Regions from separate parts of the Mus musculus genome. Here region 1 is linked to region 2. Evidence: chromatin contacts called from public Hi-C data. All regions are on one chromosome and are shown on one strand. Each heading gives the region's core, a stretch centred on a gene start, on an enhancer-like site or on the middle of the called end of the contact. The rest is flanking DNA. Distances are from core to core; before and after follow the strand shown. Region 1 has its middle 69 kb from the start of Gm24471. Region 2 overlaps Map1b (microtubule-associated protein 1B).

Evidence for each region. A called contact is a pair of places that touch in the nucleus more often than the background predicts.
Region 1: a Hi-C map of cerebral cortex shows a contact between it and region 2, with 2.2 times the contacts expected there. The contact joins two enhancer-like sites. A contact is called at or near these places in 3 of 484 Hi-C or Micro-C datasets (the G1E-ER4 cell line, cerebral cortex and olfactory sensory neurons) and 4 of 115 datasets of contacts at active chromatin or transcription factors (astrocytes, embryonic midbrain and embryonic stem cells).

The regions. Positions count from the first base shown.
Region 1 is chr13:99,759,437-99,763,414 of GRCm38.p6, forward strand. No RefSeq gene overlaps it. Among named protein-coding and RNA genes, the nearest start is that of Gm24471, 69 kb to the left of the region's middle. Within about 2 kb of position 2,570, at least 31 of the 459 cell types and tissues checked have an H3K27ac peak or open chromatin away from gene starts, as enhancers often do. A contact at or near this core is called in cerebral cortex, where this site is marked.
Region 2 is chr13:99,442,806-99,446,509 of GRCm38.p6, forward strand. It overlaps Map1b (microtubule-associated protein 1B), which reads right to left. Exons shown (of 7, transcript NM_008634.2): 3 at 1,409-1,491. Among named protein-coding and RNA genes, the nearest start is that of 6430562O15Rik, 32 kb to the left of the region's middle. Within about 2 kb of position 1,791, at least 68 of the 459 cell types and tissues checked have an H3K27ac peak or open chromatin away from gene starts, as enhancers often do. A contact at or near this core is called in cerebral cortex, where this site is marked.

The DNA of each region.
Region 1 (3,978 bases), core at 1,320-3,819, 320 kb after region 2:
GACGGACGCTCTCGTACCTTGCTGGCGGGAGTATAAATGTGCATGGCCCATATGGACAGTAATTTAGCAATAGCTACCAAAGCTGCAGATGGATGTGCTCTGGGATGCAGTAATTCCACTTTGGGGAATTCTCTCTACAGACATATTTGCATATCCACAGAACAGTGAGCATACCATTTATTAATTGCAACAGTGCAATCAAGATGGGAGGGAACCTGGATACTCGCTGAAAGGAGCTAGTTTAACTCAGTGCAGCATTTTGTAATAACACCTTTTTTTTAAGTTACTAAAGATGTATTTGTGTGTGTGTGTGTGTGTGTGTGTGTGTGTGTGTGTGTGTGTGGTGTTTACAGCCAGTTGTGAGCTGCCTTACATGGGATGTGGCAACAAACCTCTGTTCCCTGCAACAGCCACCGATGCTCTTGACTGCAGAGCCATTTCCTCATCACCCGAAGACAGTGATTCTTTCTATGTTACTCAGGAATATCTGATTATTACCAAAATATCATAAGTGAATAAAGTCAGGAACAAGATGATGTATAGCTTTGTAATGTTTATATTACCACGAGGGTAAGCAATTTTGTATCTTGCTTACATTTACTTTGTGTTTATTTTCAGAAATCTCTGGGAAGGCAAATAAAAGACTGAAAGTGGTAGTTAGCTAGCTAACCTGAGAACTGGGAACATGAATGCCCCCTTTTTTCACTATAAGCTTTTCATATATACATATATATTTGTGAATGTAAAACAATTTGAGTTTTAGAAAAATTTAAAGCAAAATATCATATGAATCCTTGTGTGGCTTAAATGCACTGCTTTTCTATGTCATTACTAGGTCTACCACTTAGAATGGTTTTGAACATAGCTGCTAAAAGAGTTACAGCTTATTATCCCATAAACAAAGCATCCCCAAATCAAATTGTTCTGGATTGGAATAGCCTCTGCAGTTTCAGACATCACAAAGAGGCAGACAAAGCACTGGAGATGGACAGAAGCTCCTCAACAGACATTCTCCTCCATCCACGGGGTCAGTAGCACCTGACGTGTCTGTACCTGAGCCGCAGTAGGGACTGGCTTGTGATTGCAGTAGGTCAGAAACTCTACCTAAGGAGTAATATGGAGCAGAGTGCAGTCGTCAGGAAGTGTTACATCCAATCACAGATGAGGAAGTGGGATACAGAGAAGTTCAATGACTTGCCAGAGGTCACAGTTAGTAAGACCTGAAGCTGAGGTTCACAAAGTCAGCGATCCCAGGAAGCGCCTAGGGTTTTACAATCCAACTTCAATGTTGGCAGGAGGTTGAGTCCTTCAGCAAGGAAGAAGGAGGTGTCCTGGTTGTTTTTATGCCCAATTTGGCACAACCAGAAATCACCTGGATGGATAGTGTCAGTTGAAGGATTGCCCAGATCAGAATGGCCCGTGACCACACCTGTGGGGTACTGTTGTAACTGTTGATTGGTAGAGAAATGGTATGCTACTCAATACTCTGAGCAGTGCCAGAGTCCCAGGTGGCCCTGGGTTGTATAATAAAACTGACTGACAAGAGTCAGAGGGAGTGGGCCACTAAGCAACGATTCTTCATTTCCTGCTAGAGTTTGGTGATGAACTATGACCTGGAATGTAAGCCAAATAATGTCCCCCCACCCATCCCCCCAAGTTGCTTTAGGTGGCATTGTTCACCATGGAAACAGGAAAGCTAAGATCAGTAAGATTGGCTATTGGATGTGTAACCAGAAGTGCCTCCCTTAGAACTAAATGGTCCAAGCTGCAGCTATCAACTAGCAAAGAGCAAGCTATCACTGATGGACACTGGCTGTTTGTACACACTTCTCCATGTCCTTGCTAGACCTGTGTCTCAGTTGTCAAGTATAAGAAAAAAACTGATCAATACCTGAGACCTTTCTGCAGGCAAAGGCAGGAGAAACTCAACCTAGAGAAAACTAAACTGGTAATGACCATACCTATCAGGGACATTGTCATGAGGGCCAAGAAATGGACATGGTTCCTTCCATGGACAACACTACAACAGGCATCTAGAGATCTTGAAGACCTCAGGCTGCTCACGGGGCTGCCACATACCATGGTTCTCCTGTAGGCTATGGCTTTCTGCCCAGAAGAACTGGTCCTAGAGTTACAGGTCTTAGCATTTCACGCTCTGGCAATCAGGGAGTCTCTGGTGTGTGGGAAAACCATCCAAGCCTGAACTGCCCAGACAAATCCCACAGCCAGCGTGCACTGCTGCTGATAAGATTATGCTGAGCATTTCCTATTTCAGTCTCCCATCCTCTCTGTGCCTCACTCGATACTTGAAAACCTTCACTTGCTAAAGCTGTCTGAAGCATTCAAGAAAGAGAGAGAGAGAGCAAGAGAGAGAGTGCTTAAATAAAAGCTTCTACCCTCTAGGACTTGACTTCGTAACAGCCATCTCTTTCTTCCTGTGCTAAAAAGACTGGGCTCTCCCCGCAGCATCAATCCAGGAGTTTCTTCATACATTTGTCTGTTCATTGAGTCAGAGGTGCAGTGAGTCAGTTTTCACACCTCTCAGGCACGTTGCCCAGGGAGAGGGGTGGATATATTCTTAGCTGGAGCGCTCTTTGCTCAGGCTTATGTAAATCCCACGGAGGTAGGTGTCTCTAGACTGTGAAAAAGAGGAGACCAGGGTGAGAAGAGTTGGCAAGCGAAGGGGGCCCCTGAATAGTGAGCCAGTCTCCCTGTGGACCAGGCTCACTGCCTGAACATCTGAATAGAGCCACGGAGAATGTCTGCCTCCACTCGGAGTGGAGGAGGCGCAGGGATGTGGAATTCCTAGCCAGATTTCTTACCTTGGAGCTCCAGAACAGTTGGTTTGTGAGCTCCACATTTTCTTCTGACCCTGAAGCAAGGATTGTGGTCAAGTCAAGGAATGATAATGAAATCTGATTATGATGACACCCAAGCACTGAAAGAATAAGGTGGGGCTGGTGAGATGGCTCAGTGGGTAAGAGCACCCGACTGCTCTTCCGAAGGTCCAGAGTTCAAATCCCAGCAACCACATGGTGGCTCACAACCATCCGTAACGAGATCTGACTCCCTCTTCTGGTGTGTCTGAAGACAGCTACAATGTACTTACATATAATAATAAATAAATATTTAAAAAAAAAAAAAAAGAATAAGGTGGAGTGTTTCTTGCTGGCCACCACTTATAAATTTCTATAGAAAGACCATCATCATTGTCAACACACAATGCCAAGAAAAACAGTTATTTATTTCTTCAGTGCAAACAGGCCAACCGTTTTCACATTCTGAAAAGCCCCCTTCAGACTTCACATTTATCTCTGGGGCCCATCAACATTGGCCAACTCACGTCACTTCTCCATGTCCCTGTGGCCATCTTGAGTGAAAAGGTAGATCTAGAAGTTCTGGGCTTCAGAAGAAGACATTGATTCTCTGAGGGTCAAAGCTCTCCCTGGCCCACCCTTGCCTATGGCTTCAGAATCCTTTCTTCTCTAGCTGGCCCTGTCCATCAATGAGTGGAAATGTAAGGCTTCCTCAGAAAAGGTTGCAGCAATGTGCCACCTCTGGGCTTTAAGGCAGTTGGTGAATTATTTATAATGTCTTGAATGACAAAATAAATTCCCCCTCCCAGACGTCTAACCTGAATCCATAGATTCAGCATGTGCATCTGCTACAGTAATAAGAGGGCCTTTTAAGGTGGAATGCAGCTATCAATCCGTGCCTTAAAATGGAAAATTACCCTAGATTCTCTAATTATGAACATTTTTCAAAGCAGAGAACTTCCTCTAGTTAGAGGCCTGAGAGATTCGGCAGGAATGTAAAGTCAGAGGTTGGAAGCACGAGAGGGCGTTCATTGTTGTTGCGGGAGGGGCTACATGGAAAGCTTGACCTGGAAAGGGGAGACTTTAAGACCAAAGTCTTAGCAAGCCGAGAGTCTGCAGCCATCAAGAAACTGAAAAGGTCAGCTCAGGAACTTGGGGAAGG
Region 2 (3,704 bases), core at 541-3,040:
TGCCCCTGGGTTTTCTGTGACTTCATGCCTAATTGGATTGTCAGAGCTTTTGCACGCAGAAGTAGGTCAAAACAGGCCCGATTACGATAGCCCCAAACCGAAAGCAACGAAAGTGGCAGAAACTAAGAAATGAGTTATCAGATGTCTACAAAAGGATGCCACACAATGGTCGAAAGGAGTGCGGGACCAACGTGCTACACTTGGACTAGATCATGACGCCACTAAGCTAAGTTAAGCTCCACAAAAGAGGCCACATGTTGTATGATGCCATTTGTATGAAATGTCTAAGACAGGAAAAAATCTGGAGAGAGAAAATAGGGATTGTCAGAAGCTAAGGGGCAGTGGGATAACTGCTAATGGGTTTAGGAAATTTTGGGGAGTGACAGGCATGTTTTGGAGTTAAACTGCTCATTTTTATAATAATTCTTAAAAAAAAAACACCCACAAAACTACACACTTTCAGTGAATGAGTCTATGGTTCATGAATTACATCCCAATTTGAAAACCTGAATAGTCAGAGTTGCTAAGACACCGGCAGAAGACACACACAGCCTAGGCTAGGATGTTGCCAGGGCCTTTGGTCCTTAATGCTCAGGAAGCAACTCTATCTCAGAGGAGGTGGAAGAGGAGCTCTATCAACGCTTGGCCTGAGGGGACCAGAGATTCTCTTGGCTTCCTCCAAATTCTTATGTCAGGGTGGGTCCTGAAATTGCCAATTACTCTCTCTAGTAGTAAGTATTCTCATGTGATGCTAATGATACAGCAGCAGGAGCCAGCATGTACATCTTAGTCACTATGTGCCACACTTCTTCTAAGCCCTGAGCACTTCAGAGAGCATTACATAGGAGCATTAAATTCAGGGGCTATTATGATCTCCTTCACAGGGAGGGGCAAACCGAAGCAGTAAGATAACTTGACCGACCTTGGATGATGAAACCAGGTGATTTGACCTGGGCTAGAGACCATGTTTCTGAGGCTGGCCTGCCTTCCAAGGGTAGCTAGTGCTGGCCTGGATCTCTCTGAACAGGGATGCTATTGGGATGCTCGTCGTCTCTGAGTTCCATCCCTGTATGTGCCAGCCTGGAGCTTGCCGTCTATTTCCTCTGCTACATTCTTGCTCTGCATCCTGGCAACAACATACCCAGTGCATACCCCCCATTCTACACCCCTCAACAAACATGCTTCCAGCTGGCACTGTTCGCTTGTGTCCTTAATTGAAAGAGGCTTCTGGTGAGCTGGTGCTATGATACTAGATGCAGAGAAGCAGGCTCTGGGCATCGAGGAAGCCTAGGACCTGGGACTTACCCCTTGTACATCTCTCTCCAACTCCCCCACCTATCTAGCCCCTTTGATCAGCCAAGTCCCCATCCTTGGAGGCTCTAAGACCTCCCAGAACTGAAATACTCACCTCAGTGCTGACGGCTTCATCTGAAGGGTTGATCAGAACGACTGTTTCTAAGACGTCACTTCGGTGATGAAGAATCTTTTGTCCTGAAGGCACAAAAAAAATACACAAAGAAGAGACCTTTAGCTCTTCCAGATGAAAGCGGCTCGCCTACTTCTGGGACAGCAGAGAAATTTCCAACTCAGATGTGGCCCTGGAAGCTGGGAAACACAGTGGATGCTACTGAGCACGAGGGTGTGCACACAACAGGCTCAACTGGAGCTGGGGTAGCCTGGGGCCCCCAGGCTTTTACACTGGGTCTTTCATGGTCGATGGCTAGGCAGCCTCCTGACCCAATGGCCGGGTTTTCATCAGAGACCAGGGAGGGGTGCCAGGAAAACTCAGTGGAGCTCTTGACATTTCCTTTCTCATGGTAATTGGGGATGTTTCTCCCTAACGTCCTTTCTTCTGGTGAGAACGGCGCGGAGATTAATTAGGAGCCTCATTGTGAAGTGAATGACGGCCAGAAACCCGACTAACAATTAACCCAGCAGCCAGAATGGCTGTCTGAGGCAGGCTTACGGTCTGTTGGGGTATTCACTAATTAATTCACTTGCTTGTAGGAAAGTGAAGAAACAGTGGGCAAAAGAGAAGTGGAAGGCTACCCTCCCCCAGGACAGGGTGGCCAAACTGCCCCACAAGACAAAACTGAGGGAGAACTAAAGTAAGGTGTGGTTTGGGATGAGGGAGTTTAAGGATGCTCTGCAGGGCTCTTGATATCTCCCACTCCTTACAGCACCATCCTGTGCTGGTCAGCCTCAGGCTTAGGTCAGCAGAGACCTATGGATTGCCTTCTACAAACATTACCCTGCCTTGACAAGGAGATGAAAGCCATCCAGTGAATGTAGCCAGAGTCGCTGATGTATGCTTTACCAGCAAACAACGGACAGAGAGGGGCGTTCCCTCGGAAATGTGGGAGGAAGCCACGTGGTTGGGAGGGAAAGCACGCCTGCTGTTTGGAAGTACAATGAAGCCTGGAAGACTGGAAGAAACAGGAGCTTCTGAGGGAGATACCAACAGAGAAAAACAGAAGGAAAGTAGATCTAGGGTTCTTGGAAAAGCTAAAACAGAATCCTGTATGAACTGCCATTTAATTGGTTGGTGCAAGTTGAAAGTAGGAACCTGAGCAAATATTTCTGTGCTAATGTTAATTACAGCATTATTTTAATAGCCAAAAGATAAAATAACCCAAGTGTCTGGGTTAGATGTGGTCTACCCACAACGGAATACTAGTCAGAAATAGAAAAAAAAAAAAATCAAGCTCTGCTAATGTTACAAAGATGAACTAGAACATAAGGGGGAAAAAAAAGCTGAACACAAATGGATACATAAAATAGTACTTTATGCCCATGAAATACCCAGAATAAGTAAATTTAAAATAGCAATTACCAAAGGCTAAAGGAGGGGGAATTGGGGAGCTATTGCTTAATGGGTACTATCCCATGTTTGGGGTAATGAAAACATTTTGAAAATGTAAGTGATGACATATACAACCTTGTAGACATATTGATCACTCCTGAGTTGTAGATTTAAAAAAAATAGTTAAAATGGCCAATTTTTCTTTATATGTATTTTATCACAAGATGAAGGATCAATGAGACAGACAAGTAAGCCCTGAAGAAAATACTTTGCGTGCGTGTGTGGTATATGTATATACGCTATCCCAGGAAAGCCATTAGAAAGGAGGCGGTTCCAGGCTCGACTCAGCTGGAGATTTCCCCTTTGTATTATCAAGGATCACAGAAACTAGAAACAGCTGCTTAGAGACATTCTACTCATGTCACCATTATTGATCATCCCTGCTTTTCCTTACAGTAACATTTACCAGTCAACTTTAGGAAGGCAGAGGAGCAGCCCAAACTAAACAATGCTGGTGCCACGCCCTGTTCTGAGACCCATACAGTTTCACTGAATCCCCTGAAGTGCTCTCACACGAGGTACCATGACCATGGCTCACTACTGAAGACAAAGAGTTGACAGAGGACATCGAGTAGCTCAGGACGCCACAACAGGGTCAGGTCAGGCCAGGGTCTGGTCCCAGGCTGCCCAGCTCTAGATCCCTTCTGGATTTAACCACTTCTGATGATGCTAGCTAGTTATCAGAACTTGGCTTTGGCAAAACTGTCATCAGATGCTGAAGAAGAGTTAGGGGAAAGACCAACAGACTAAAAACAACAGATGGGCTTAAAGAAGCAAGATGTCAGCAGAGAATACCGGGTGGTCAGGCGAGGCACAGCACCTATACACAGCAAAGCAAAAA